2 separate regions of the Zea mays genome follow, and region 1 is linked to region 2. Evidence: chromatin contacts called from public Hi-C data. All regions are on one chromosome and are shown on one strand. The core of a region is the stretch at or near the end of the contact, and the rest is flanking DNA. Distances in the headings are between cores, read along the strand shown.

What was found. Hi-C and Micro-C count contacts between places; a contact is called where the count stands out from the background.
Region 1: a Hi-C map of tassel shows a contact between it and region 2, with 2.9 times the contacts expected there. The contact joins the promoter of LOC101027188 here to the promoter of LOC100170243 in region 2. A contact is called at or near these places in 12 of 25 Hi-C or Micro-C datasets (ear, endosperm, leaf and 4 more) and 1 of 3 datasets of contacts at active chromatin or transcription factors (leaf).

What each region holds. Positions count from the first base shown.
Region 1 is chr1:61,751,148-61,758,425 of Zm-B73-REFERENCE-NAM-5.0, reverse strand. It overlaps LOC101027188 (annexin-like protein RJ4), which reads left to right and starts at 2,658. Exons shown (of 3, transcript NM_001279787.1): 1 at 2,658-3,087; 2 at 3,210-3,440; 3 at 3,554-3,957. The coding sequence starts at 2,659. The coding sequence ends at 3,664. It overlaps LOC100283175 (rhythmically expressed protein), which reads right to left and starts at 1,584. Exons shown (of 6, transcript NM_001156077.3): 1 at 1,024-1,584; 2 at 611-717. The coding sequence starts at 1,308. It overlaps LOC100277863, which reads right to left. Exons shown (of 14, transcript NM_001151319.1): 9 at 6,304-6,376; 10 at 6,195-6,223; 11 at 5,972-6,095; 12 at 5,630-5,740; 13 at 4,521-4,621; 14 at 3,944-4,442. The coding sequence ends at 4,310.
Region 2 is chr1:61,575,685-61,583,148 of Zm-B73-REFERENCE-NAM-5.0, reverse strand. LOC100170243 reads left to right here and starts at 2,083. Exons shown (of 4, transcript NM_001161349.1): 1 at 2,083-2,224; 2 at 3,091-3,317; 3 at 3,637-4,023; 4 at 5,017-5,726. The coding sequence starts at 3,117. The coding sequence ends at 5,337.

The DNA of each region.
Region 1 (7,278 bases), core at 1,409-3,908, 170 kb before region 2:
TGGGTGTGACATCCGTAATCCCTGTACATATTGAGCACGTGCTAAATGTCATTCTGTGCATATATATGGCACCGTACACCAAAATTTGCATGCAGATTCATATGCCGCCTGATTGGTTGGGTGGGAGTGGGCGGCCACGCTTGCGCGATCCTGGCCAACGGGAAACAGGCTTTTTGGCGTATGAGTGGATGTAGCCAAAGGGCCTCAAATTGATTTGTTTTGCATCCAATCGTGCGAGTGCAACCCACGCTTTCAATGTACAAGCAACCAAACAAACGTTTAGATAAAGTCAATGCACTAAAGACTCATTGTGTCTAGTCAAAATGGTGCGCCCAACCAATCAGATGGATGGAGTTGACAACTTAGAAATTTGGACAAGGCCAGATCAATGGAACAGGAAGAAGAGAAATCTCTATTGTAAGCAAATTGACCTATCAGCTAAAAAGTCTGCATTAGATCACCAAAGACTCGCTGTGTTTAGTCAAAAATAACATGCAGGCAGGAAACGGAGAAGAATGGCACCACAAAATCAAAGGGATTACCATAAATAAACAGATATACAGGTACCAGACCAGATTTGATAAATTGGCAGTAAGTGGCATGTTTATACCTGAGACGTGATCCACCCCATGGTTGCTCGTATGCCCGCCGGTATCTCATCAGGATCTCGTCTTCCGAGTACTTCACTCCATACTTCTCACCAATGCTCTTATACACCTAAACAGAGGGAGCGCACAGTTAATCATTCAGAATAGAAACTTTTACAGACAAATCTGTGTCATAAACCACAGAACCCACATGAAGGCAGTGTAAAGTTCAGGCCCAACAATCCAATCCAAGCTGCGATGATGACAGGAGAACCCATCGTGCTATGCTACCAAAGGACAGCCCAGTGACCACCACCCAGGACTCCACATCGCAGTATGACACTACGCCCGGAGGTAAAGGTCGCTAACGCGGGCAGGCGCGCAGCAGGACTGGGTGAGGGGAATTGGATGTTCTCCTACAGGTAACGGGGCTGACCTGCGCGGTGGGCTGGGCGGGGACGACGAGGGTGCCGACGGCGTCGACGAGGAGGGCGCGGTGCGTGACGTCGCCGTAGATAGACTTGCGGTAGTCGTAGTACTCCCGCGCCGCCGAGAGCTCCCACCCGGCCCCCTCCTCCTCCTCCTCCTTATTCTTTTTGCTCTCCGTCTCCGCCGCGGACGTCGTCCCCAGACGCCGCTGCGGCCACCGCCCTCTCACGAGCTCCGCTGCGCGCGCGCGCGCCCGCGCCGCCGCCGAGCGCAGCGTCGTCGGCGCTGCCATTTCCGCGGCTGCAGGCGGTTGATGGATGGAGCTGGGGAGCCCAGGTCGCGGGGCTTGGCGGGCACCAGGAAATGTGACGAGCAGGCGAGCAGCGGCGCCGGCGCCGGCGTCGGGCTGGAGGTTTCAGATGTGGTGCGCGGCGAGGCGTGGGCGTGGTGGCGTTTGCGGTGGTCTTTCCGTATTGGGTGTGCGGTGTGCCTGGTAGTAGAGTAGTAACGTGCATCAGCATCGCATTGCTTTTCTTCACGTCTTGGGAAGGGTTTTCTTTTTTCTTTCTTTTTCGTTTTTGGACCACAACCACACGACACGGAGCCTTCTGGAAAAACAGCCCATGATTCCGTTTTGGCTGAACGGACGATTTAGCCTGTTGCCTCCCGCGTTCAATCTACGGTGTTCTGTCCATGCTAATGGAGATGGAGTTGTGCGTGGGTGAAAGGGTTCGGTTTTCTTTTCGTACCAAGCAGCAATTGTGGTCTGCTTAGCGTGAAAAAACAATGGAGTTCACTTTTTCCCTTAAACTCAGCATACGATTAAGTCCTCTATCTCTCTCGTGTAGAAACGTTTTTTTACTGCAGTGTGGTCTGTGACATTTTAATTTCAATGTACGGTACTTTTGTACTAGTAATTAAACTGCAGCTACACCTTAATGCTGCAGCGAACACCTTAATTCTGAACATACCGGCCTCGGGCGAATGGTGCTGATCGATGAAGCTTTATCGGTCTTTTCCTGCTGCAGAGAGCGGGGCACGTGACGCTAGTGGTCGAAGAGGCGCGCTGCTGGTTCTCGCCTTCTCGGAGCGCTACCAAACGCTCCCAAATAAACGCCATAGACCTGCATTAATTTATTCAGGCTGTTTCATAATCTGAATTGATTCCCTAACATGCATGCGTCCGGTTATTTTAGAAAAAACTGAATAAACCTGTCTGCACGAAGGATATAGAGAGAATGCTAGTAGTAGTAGGCACTATTACTCTATAAATAAGCAAGCATTTGACCTTGACCCGCACCAGGACTGGACTAGTCGTGAGACTCGTGGCGCGAAGGCAATGCAGCAGTTCCTCGCACAAACCGGCGGCAGCAGCAGCAGCGCGGCGACGTCACCGCCGGCGTCGCCGCAGCCGCGTCTCAGGCAGCAGGCGCCTAGGAAGGAAAGGGACCCGCAGAACAAGGAGAAGGAGGCGCCGCCGCCCATGGCCGACGAGCACCAAGACCTCACCAGGGCCTTCGCGGGTACGGTACATTGTTATCATTAGTTACACTTGTGTATACGTTGGCCATGCGCGGATGGGTTCCTTTCCTCTGGCACGACGTTGGGAAATGAAGACACGCTCGATCCACACCACACTACAATGGATTATTGGATGGATGAAGGTCTGGGCGGGCTGGGCGTGGACGAGACGGCGCTGGTGTCCGCGCTGGGGCGGTGGCGGCGGGAGCCGGAGAAGCGGGCGCAGTTCCGGCGCGGCTTCCCGGGCTTCTTCTCGTCGAGCGCCGGCGCCGGGATCGAGCGGTGCGAGGACGAGTACCTGCTGCACCTCAAGGCGGAGTTCGCGCGCTTCAAGGACGCGGCGGTGCTGTGGGCGATGCACCCGTGGGAGCGCGACGCGCGCTGGGCGCACCACGTGCTGCACAAGGCGCACCCGCCGCACATCCTCGTCGAGGTCGCCTGCACGCGCACCGCCGACGACCTGCTCGGCGCCCGCCGCGCGTACCAGGCGCTCTACCACCGCTCGCTCGAGGAGGACGTCGCGTACCGCGTCAGGGACGCCAACGCCAGTGTACGCGCTGCTTCTCTCCTTCTCCGTCTGTCTTCTTTCTGGTTCTGGGCTGTGACTGTGAGGGCTGGCACCTGGCCGTGCTAGAGCGAGACTAAACACGTACGTACGTATACGTATTGCAGCTGCTGTTGGGGCTGGTAAGCGCGTACCGGTACGAGGGCGCGCGCGTGAACGAGGACCTCGCCACTGAGGAAGCCAAGGCGCTGGCCGCCGCTGTTAGGGCCGCGCCGGCGGCGGCGACCAAGCTAGTGCAGAACGAGCAGGTGGTGCGGGTGCTGGTTACCAGAAGCAAGCCCCAGCTCGGGGCCACCTTCAGGGTCTACATGGAGCTGCACGGCAAGCCGCTTGAAGAGGTTGTCAGAAACAAACATGACAGTTCCGGATACATAATAATAGGCAGTAGTAGTGGTAAATCCAAACTCCTCCACGCTCTGATTCCTTTGTTATTGGCTCTACGACCGATCAGGAACTGCCCGCCGAGCCGTGCCTGCGAGAGGCCGTCAGGTGCTTGGACTCGCCGCCCAAGTACTTCAGCGAGGTGATCCACAGGGCGTTCAGCGACGACGCGGACAGGCAGGCCAAGGCGGCGCTCACCCGCGTCCTCGTGTCCCGCGCCGACACGGACATGGAGGATATCAAGGACGCCTACACCAGGCAGTACGGGACAAAGCTCGCCGACGCCGTGGCCAAGAACACCCATGGCCACTACAAGGAAGCGCTGCTCGCCATCATCGGCAAGTGAAAGGAACCCAGGGTGTCGTGTGGCCACATGAATAATAACACGTTCTTTCAAATGAAACAGTTAAATAAGATTGTACCCATCTCTGCGGAATAGATAAAAGAAGAGCATTCTGTTGTCATGTTATGACTTATGAACTAGTATGGGATATGGAACAACCATTGGAATTGGAATTGCAAGTGGAACAAGGCCAAAGGGTACAATGCTCGCACACATGTAGATGTAGCCCATCGACGCAAACCATTCGGTGCAACAGCCAATCCAAATCAACATGCCTAGCAATGCAAGAATTGTCAACGGAGGGCTCGATGGATACTGCATCCACCCAATCTGCCCCCTTCCGATATGCTTCATCCAGCTCTGCTAAAATCTACAGAACATCTTGTGGGCATGAAAGAACCATCCTTCCGACATAGAGTTCCAGGTATCCGTGTCAAAATCTTTATCCAAAATGCAACACACGACGTCCAGTTGCTCACTGCTCTAGAGGCGTGGCAAACGGCTCGATGAGAATGGAAGCAAGCAGTTATACATCCACTTCAACCGTGAAACGACAATCATCTTATCTGGCATTCCCATGTCGAGCTTCGACAGATCAAAAATATCTTGTCTCAAGCTGTGTCACAAACAGTTTCCTACACATCAGATCCAGAGTAACCGGGAAGGGAGGTGGGCTTTGAGAAGAGAGACTGACCTTAACCATTCGCCTGTTTCTTTTGCGTGTGACTCAACAGCTTTGCAGAGTCTATCAAGCGTGTAAAGTACTAAGCCAAACTTGCACCGTGCCTCTTCCTCCTATAAAGTAACACACTCAAGGAGTTATTGCATATATGATCATGTCATATAATTCCAAGACCTTACTAATAAAGGTGATTTTGGTTGTAAATGGTGAGAGAGATTAATTTTGAAGGCCAAGTAGTGCCTAGGAAGGACACATTTAGGTATTTAGGATCAATGTTACAGAAAGACTGGATATTGATATGTTAGCCATAGAATCAAAATAGGTTGGAGGAAGCGGCATCAAGTATCTGGCGTTCTATATGACAAGAGGGTACCACAAAAGCTAAAAAGCAAGCTTTATAGGACGACGGTTAAGTCTGCTATGTCGTATGGTGTTGAGTGTTAGTCTAAAAAAGATGACATGTATAGCAGATAAGTGTTGCAAAAATGCATCCATTGCATTGAATCTGTGACCATACAAGAAGATATTGAGTCTAGAATGGTGATGTATGTGATATATTAGGGATATATGTGATAGGTTAGGGGTACCAACTAATTGAGGTAAAGCTTGTCCAACATCGGTCGAGATGGTTTGGACTTGGACATGTCCAACGGAGACCTACAGAGGCACCAGTTCGTAGTGGGGTCCTAAGGCGCGGTAGCAATAAAAAGAGATGAAGAGAAAGACCAGAGGCACCAGTGTGTAGTGTGATCCTAAGGCGCGATAGCAATAAGAGAGAGAGAAAGACCAAAGTTGACATAAAAAGAGGCAGTAAAAGGAGACTGGAAACGACAAGATATACCCAAAGATTTAGCCTTGAATAGTTATCCATGTGTTGGTGTGGCCTGTGGGTTCTATTGGGTTTTTAATTCTAGCATTACCCCAACTTGCTAAGATAAAAGGTTTTTCTGTTGTTGTATAGGGTGAGAGAAGCTCAAAGATAAGACCAAAAGTGCTAGAGAAGCATAAGAAAGGTGATCACAAGCAGCAGAAGTATATTAAACAATACTTGGAAACGAAATATATTAAACTCACAAGCAAGAATGCTAGAGCGAACAAATTTCATATATAGTTGAAATTACCATTCCATTATCCCTGTAATGTTGAAACTCCATAAGCCTTCTCTCTACATCAACAAGAAGCAGCCTCCGTTGACATCGTGCAATATTACCTCTTCCCTCAGCACCATGGTCCTGTGGAACGAGCAGATGTTTAGTTAGCCTACCATAATGTCCTTTGTAGTTTCTACTTTCTACTTTCCATATTCATTTGCATGCAACATAACCGACAAACTAAGTAACACCGATAGATTGAACTTTGAAGAGAAAGACGTCATGATGCAGTGTACCCACAACTACTGCAGATAGACCAGAAAGAAGAAATTGTGCACAAGGAAATGTTTCTTTGATGGTTTATATACATACACGCTGAACCCATGCTCGCAGTAACACAAGCAACAGAAGTGAAAGACCAAAAGCAGGAAGCGCTGCAAGAACAGCAAAGTTTATAGCATTTGCCCTTAGAATCTGATCCATTTCCAGTAGTCCCCTGTGTAAAACTACTTTTATCAATAACAATGAACAATAGACGAGACAAAGCATATCTTTAGAGTTTATCAAAATTCAGATGGTGATTAGTTTAACTTACGATTCAAGGTCCAGTTTAAGCTTTTGAATCTGAAATTTTCAAAAATGAAGGTCAGTAAAACACTCCGTTTCAATGATTGTACCCAGAAAACAGGAAAACAGGAAAGAACCTGAATAAGCATAGCACGGGCTAATTCTCCACTGAACAGGTTTTGAATTGGGTGTATCAATTCCTTCTCGTATCTGCACAGTGCACATATATAAATAGAAATACAGTTGATGAGTTCAGTGCTACAAAGAAAACGATCAAAAGAGACTAGTGAAAATAAATGCAGTCCCATACTTTTGCCACGAAACTGGTTAATAAAATATGAACTATATGTTCACCTCTGAACAAAAGGAAACTACCAAAGTTAAAGCAGTAAAAGTCATCATTCATACTAGAGTAACTTGCATATCAGCCGGTTCACAAAGCAGTTGAAATAGACAAGTGACATACTAATTAGAGCATCTCCAAGAGACTAGCTAAATGGCTTGTCAAGCTAAATTTTAGCTACTTAATAGCAAAATAGCTCTCCAACAAACTAGTCATTTAACTTGCCAAGCTATCCGGCTCTCTAAACTGACTGCCTCACTAGCCAAATTTGGCTAGCAACTCTCGCTAGTCAAACTAACTTGCATGTTGGAGAGTCTGTTGGAATGAGATGTTATATATAGAGTTCAATATTTATGGGGAGATAAATAAATAGTCAAATAGAGAGTCAAAAACAAAGAGTCTCTTGGAGATGCTCTTAGTCATACAATCATGAATCATGCTAGTTAGTCATAAGAAGTGACATTATTGGACTAGAATTTCACTGTACCAATTCCTTGGATCATTGAAGCAATGTTTTCAAGTCGTCCGATTGGTCGTGATTAGTCATGATTAGTCGATTAATCATTTAAGTCGGTTTGGACCAATCGCGATTAATCGCTAAGTCATCCGACTAATAGTGATTAATCGCGATTAATCGTCCAAGTCAGTCAGCCAGAACGACCAGCAAGTCGTCCGACTTGAAAACATTGCATCGAAGCAATTGCATACAAACTGACAAGGGCTACTAGTTTACTGAAACATCTAGCACTACCAGTGAGTTAGCATAAAC
Region 2 (7,464 bases), core at 834-3,333:
CTTCGTAGCAATTAATAACGTTTAAAACCAATAAATAACCTTTTATTTTACTGTTAGTGTGACAAATCATTGTTGCTCCATCCAATTCAGCAATCTCAAACACCATGTAGTCCATTGCACCAATGTGGTCTCAGAAACGACCGAATTCTTGCAAGAGCCAATAACGCTGTGTCGTGCTTGGGTTGTAGCCTCGGCCCGTAGTGCTGGCTCAACACGATTATATATTTTTATTTTACAAAACAAACGTATATACATATGTACAATTTATATTCAATATTCAAAACATTTGAGCATGATGTTCTACTGGCTAGACAATTTCACACAGTGTCTCTCGTCCTTTTTCCATCAGGGCATGGATTCGAACCTCACCTACTGCACCATTTTTTAACATTTTACACTGATTTAATCAAATGGGACTACGGGCTAGCCCGACACAGTCAGCAGGTCGACATGACGTGCATGGGCCATAGTTGTGGCCCACATGCGTCTAGCCCGTGCTAGGCCAACGTTTACACTGATTTAATCAAATGGGCCGACGGGCTAATGGGCTGACTCGGCACAGTCAGCAGGCCGACGTGACGTGCCTGAGTCATAGTTGTGGCCCATGTGCGTCTGGCCCGTGCTGGACCGATGTTTGGCCATCTATATATGTGCAACGGATTAATTTGAAATATGTGTGATGAGTTATTTGTAAAAAGATGACGCATGACGAGCATTGAAACTGGTTCTTTAAGTATAACTAGTTAGTCCAAATGTTTGTGTTGGGCAATTCAACCACCAAAATCAATTAGGAAATAGGTGTAAGCCTAATTCCCTTTCAGTTACCGATGAATCCGATCGAAAAAATTCGAAATCGATTTCTGGAATACCGAAAAATTCTGAAACCGTTTTCATCCCTAGTTATAGTTTACTCCATGCAATATATCATGGTACAACACGACCAATGAAGTGAGCGATTAGAAGAGAGTTCACAACGACTGACTGGACGAACAGAGATTATAAAATGGCAAAATTCCACCATACAAAGACCAAATAAGAGAAAGTTTATGAGCTCAAGTTTCTAAAATAAGTCACATGAACTCAAACTTATAAAAAAGATGGATTAAAATATGGAGTGATTGCTAAAGTCAGGCATCAATAAAAGCTGGATGTGCTTCATATAAATTATGCTACATCATAGCAATTACTAACGTTTAAAACCAACAATTAATCTTTCATTTTACTATTAGTGTGACAAATCATTGTTGCTCCATCCAATTCAGCAACCTCAAACACCATGGAGTCCATTGCGTCAATGTGGTCTCAGAAACGACCTAATGCTTGCAAGAGCCAAGAACGTCGTGCCGTGCTTGGGTTGTAGCCTAAGCCAGTAGTACTGGTTCGGCCCGACACGATTATTTTTTTTATTTTACAAAAAAATGTATATACATATATACGATTTATATTCAATATTAAAAATATCTGAGTGTGATATTCTACTGCTTAGACAGTTTCACCCAGGGCAATAGGTTCGAACCCCACCTCCTGCACTGTTTTTTAATATTTTACACTGATTTAATCAAATGAGCCGATGGGCTGGCTCGACACAGTCAGTAGGCCGACATGATGTGCTTGGACCAGAGTTGTGGCCCGCGGGCGTCTGGTCCGTGACGGGCCGTTGTTTGGCCATCTATAGACGTGCAACAGATTAATTTGAAATAACTGTGAGTGGTTATTTGTAAAAAGATGACGCGGAACGACCGTTGAAACTGGTGCTTTAAGTATAATATAGATATAGAATAAAGATTTGTTAGCTAGCTATTTTTATTAGGATTTTTTAATCAACTAAATATTAAATCTAGTACATTCTGTTGTCCATTCATACCGTCCTTTATTTATGCAATCCTTTTGTTTGTTGTTCAAGACAGATATTTTAATGAGTGAATGAATGGAAGGGCAAGTCCCGTGGGCCGGAGGATCCAAACAAACGGCACACGGAACGAAAAAGCTTCACGACTTTCACGAGACAAAACAACCCGAGCAAGAAAACAAAGCACGACCAGAACCGCAGAGGGGGGACACCCGGACTCAGAGAGAGAGAGAGGGGCATTCGCCCGTTCGAATTCTCTCGCCTCGGCCTCCTCCTCACCTGCCTGCTCGGCTGCTCGCCAGACCAACCACAGCCGTCGGCGCTGCAGACCGCGGCGGGCAGGATCAGCGGTGCGTAGCCTGCCCATTTCGCGAGGTAGATCCCTGCTCAAGTCTTCGCCGCTTCATTTTCCGTGGGGAGTTTTTTTTTCATGGTTTTCTTTTCTGGGTGAAAGTTTGGGTTTCTTCGGGAGGGAGGGAGGGTGGGGAGAGGTTCTAGGAGTTGCCGAAGCGATTCTGCTCGATCGATTCAAATGCGGCCGACCGGACGATAGCGCTAGCGCAGGGGTTTAAGCGCGTGCTTTCTGCTTGGTTGCCAGGGTTTGAGCATGTTTTTTTTGTGTGTGTGTGGTTAGTTTCTCGATCTGACGCGATTTCGTGACGCGTCGATGCACTTCTTTCGTGGGTAAAAAAGAATCTCGTTACCTTTGCTTGATTAACCCATGTAGATGTAGGGTTCTTGTTCTTGACATTTTGTTCAATTCGCTAAAGGCACGGGAACTACTGGACACTGGTGCAGAAACCAATATGTACAGATTTTTCTCCTTGTGAAAGACATGCTAACGCAAGCTTGATATGAGCCTACATGAAAGCTTTGAACAAGTCCATGAGACGCCTACCTGAAAACTTTGAACAAGTCCATGAGACTTGAGAGATATTTGTTGCAAGTAGGAAGACCTGTCAGGTCAACCACTTGAAAGCATCACCTGAGGTCCTAGGGACCATGTGTGCTTCAGCTATTTCAAAATCTCGTAACAGTATCCAATCATATAGCTAGACTGTGCTGGAGCTGTAAAATTGCACTTTTACGCAAGATATGGTATCATGGCAAGGAAAGGATTTGTGTTTACAGTGCCAGTAGTAGGATGCACACACTGCTGCCTTTACCGAGAGCGTATCTCTCCCATCCCCTTTATTAAATCTCACATAGTGTAAATGAAAATATTCGTCATTTTTTCATAGCAGGACCATATAATTCCAAGACCCTGATGATGGCCACAACTGCTTATATCGATGATTCCTGTTCGGAGGTTATTGATCCCCCGAAGACTGAGGTGCTGGATGTTGCTGAACTCCCTGGTGACCATACTCAGAACCCACCAAAACCGAATGTTGTGGTGTCTAGCAGTGTGCGTGAACTTCTGGAATGTCCAGTCTGTTTGAGTGCCATGTATCCTCCTATTCATCAGGTGCACATTCATACTGATCCATGACGTGTTTATATCTATAACCTGTCTAAATGTAGAATTGGATGAAAATTATGGTTTACTGGTTTAAGAGTTCCTTTCAATATCATGTACTACTATCATCAATCCACCATTTAATTCTGACCCGTTTCAATTTCCTTAGACCTTTTAATCTTCAGTGTTTATAAACCTTAACTTTTACTCTCTCTTCCCTTTTTTTGGTTAGCTATGGTGCAGTGCAGAATAGTAATATGTTCTGCTTTTTATTCAACTATTTAAATCTTATTTCTTATGATAGTAATGCCATCTTTTGTCTATGCAGTGCTCTAATGGTCATACATTGTGTTCCGGATGCAAACCAAGGGTTCATAACCGTTGTCCAACTTGTAGGCATGAACTGGGTAACATAAGGTGTCTTGCTCTTGAGAAGGTGGCTGCATCTCTTGAACTTCCATGCAAGTACCAGTGCTTTGGGTGCCCAGGCATTTATCCTTACTACAGCAAGCTGAAGCATGAGTCGCAGTGCCAATATAGACCTTATAGTTGTCCATATGCTGGATCTGAATGCACAGTTGCTGGTGACATCCCATATTTGGTGAATCACTTGAAAGATGACCACAAAGTTGACATGCACAATGGCTGTACCTTCAATCATCGCTATGTAAAGCCAAACCCTCATGAAGTTGAGAATGCCACATGGATGCTTACGGTACTTCACACTGACACCAATACGTTGATTTAAATTTCTGTTGTTTTTACTGTAGTTTGTTTCTGCATAGATAAAAGTCTATGGCGTAGAAACTTCTGTATATATTTGTAGTGTGTGTTTACCGACTTTTATCTATTTGTTGCATGTATATTTTACTGTTGTTTGCTTCTTCAAAGGTAGAAGTTCATTTTTCTATCCTGTCTTGGAAACTTTTGCACATTTGTCAGATATTGATGTAGTGTGACTGTTTATCGACATCTACATATTTGTCACATATATACGATGAAGATGCTGAACATGGTACACACTTGTTGGACGAGAAATGATTAGGTGCTGATCATAATACACACCTAAAACACGACTAGAGGGAGAAACGTGCACCCTCATTTTTTATAGGTAGAATTTGAGAATGAAACCTGGGTACAAACTGAGCGATAGCTAGTGGTGGGGCTGGTCGTGGTCATGCCCTCTGACCGGGGTTCGGAACTCTGGTATTGCAAAAGATCCCCATGCTTTGCTCCCTGGCTTGGGGCTGTGGTGTGCTGCCGGCCTAGGTAACAGTGAGCTGCACTGGCCTTGGTAACGGTCAGCACAAGTTCAGTTTGGCCCTATAAATGGGCATGTGTCAGGGTTTGAGGGGTTTTCTCAACTGGGCTCATATGGCCCCTTCTTAATTATAATGCTGTGGGAGCAGTTCTTTCCCCACCGGTTGATAAAATCAAACACTGGTTGACTGGGGTGGTCGTACACTCTCACTAGCCAATTCATCTCAGGGAGATTCTCGCTTGTTCAACTGTTTTTTTTCTTATACAAACACACTGCATGTACAGATCCATCTTCATCTGTTTTCGATGAAAGGCCATGCTGTTTTAAGGCGTGAGTCATTTCAGATTGGTTCTTGGTTTGCTACATTTTCTCACTGTTTGAAGCGCAATAAAGAAACACAGCTGTTACAAAATCACTTCCATGATCTGCTATAATCGTCTCGTGCAGGTATTCAGCTGCTTTGGCCAGTACTTCTGCCTACACTTCGAGGCCTTCCAGCTGGGCATGTCACCCGTCTACATCGCCTTCCTGAGGTTCATGGGAGACGACGCGGAAGCGAAGAACTACAGCTACAGCCTGGAGGTAGGGGGCACGGGGCGCAAGATGGTCTGGCAGGGGGTGCCGCGGAGCATCAGGGACAGCCACCGGAAGGTCCGGGACAGCTACGACGGGCTCATCATCCAGAGGAACATGGCCCTGTTCTTCTCGGGTGGCGACAGGAAGGAGCTCAAGCTGCGTGTCACCGGGCGGATCTGGAAGGAACAATGAGCTTGATGGGTCAGCTAGTACGTCTGTCCCGCTCCGCTGCTGCCCTGAACTCATGAATCGCATCGCAAAGAGCTTTTGCCAGTCGTAGGAATGGGCGACTCTGTGGTTCGTTCTGTGTTTTCAGCTTCTTCTCGCTTGCTATTGTCTTCATGGTTCCTGCAGGGTAGGTAGGTGCTGTTGGATGTGTAGATCATGTAGAGGTTGGAGGTTGCTACCGATGCAGAATTCGTGGAGATTTCCTATTTTATTGAACTGTCTTTAGAGCAGCTTCAAGAGATGAGCTATTAGTGTTGTCGAGTAAAAAATTTGGATGCCCTTCCCGCGCGGAAGCATCTTTATTCCCGCACGTAGCCAATATCGGTGCTGCGAGTAGAGATGGCAACGGCTATAAACCCATTGTATTTTTGCCCTCTCAAACCCGTACATATGAAAAATATCTATGCCCATTAAAAAACCAATACTTATAACGGATTTGAGATTTTGCTCAAACCCGTATCCATTGGGTTAGCGGGTACCCACAGGTTACCTGCGGGTTTTATTTCCTATATACTTGTTCTTCTCATAATCATAAGTATCGTAATAATTAATGAGATTTGGTCCAAAATTTATGTGATGAACAACAAGTTCATGATTCGGTATAAAAATTACTAGTAGAGAGAATGAAATATAAATAATAAGTTGTATAATTAAGTGACCTTGTACTAAGTTATTCATCCACCACATATATAGCGCTAGAAAAAACTATAATAGCAAGCAAGCAACACTCTCACCGACTACTTATACATTCACCATTTGATAAAAATTAGGAAGTAAATAAGGAATAACAAGTTTGTTGTTCGTTTATAAAATAAAATGACAATGTACAATAGGTTTGGTCGGGTTTAAAAAATCCACGGGTTCACAGGTTTGGGTACTTTAGAAATAAACTCGTATCCATAAACCCGTTAGATATAGATTTATGCCCATTAACAAACTAATGGTATGAAAATTGATCTAAATCCGTACCTTAATAGATTAAAAACCTATCGGGTTTCAGATTTCAGGTATCCATTGGCATCTCTAGCTGCAAGTGCTGCAGTCCGCGGCGATTCCTGCCGTGCTGCAGCTGCAGGAGATGTTGGTACAGTCCGACGTCCAGGAGAAGACGCATGAGGTGCTCCAGCTCCAGCCATATCTGATTGTGCCTGGGACTTATTTTTTCTGTTGATTTATTCTTTCAATGTAGGCATCAGATTGTGCCTGCAGGAGAGGAACACATCTGTGCTGAACTCGTGTTTGCTTGGTTACCAGATCAGAATGTCCCTGCTCTGGAATACATTTGTGAGTTCGCGGTTCCACGTTTGCCAGTTCGTTCCAACATTTGCACTCGAACGTTCTTCCTTTTCGCGAGGAATACATTATTGCAAGAAAATTCCTTATCTGACGCTAAAAGACTCGCTCTTTCTAATTTAGCATCTGAACTTCAAATCTTCATTCTTTGAACACCCGTTGAAATTTTTGTTCTCAAATTGACACTACCGTGGCTTTATACATGTAATGGTCTCAAGTTCCATTGTGAAAAATGTTTTTTTGTCCCTCCAAGTGTTCCAGGTTTTTAATTATGGCAGATTTTTTTCATGATGGATTTTTTTCTGAGCACTTGAACCTAGATTATTTTTCTGAAAGTTTTTTTTCCATCCAGATTCACCGCACTGTTCACCCAGGGGAAAAAAATCGCCAACAATAAAAGCTGGGACACTTGGGGGGAGGGGGGGAGAGGGCAGAAACAATGTTAGGCTATCTCATCTTCTATTTTTAACTCTAGTATATAAACATCACTTTTCGCAGTCAAAGACAATATTTTACAATGTCATATGCACAATCTGTCGGAGACAGTGCCCAAACTTCGATTTGGAAACAAAAATTTCAAGAGGCATCCGGTAAGGAATATTCCAAGTTTGGGTACTGTTTTTTTTTATAAAAAACATTTTTTTTTTGTCATGGAGAATTTTTTTCATACATTAAACGTTATGACTACATTCGTATATCGGTATATGCTTGGATTAACAACTGCTCAGAAAAGAATTGCACAAGGTACTGAACTACAAGTTCGCCAATCATATATTATCATGCATAGATGTAAGATGG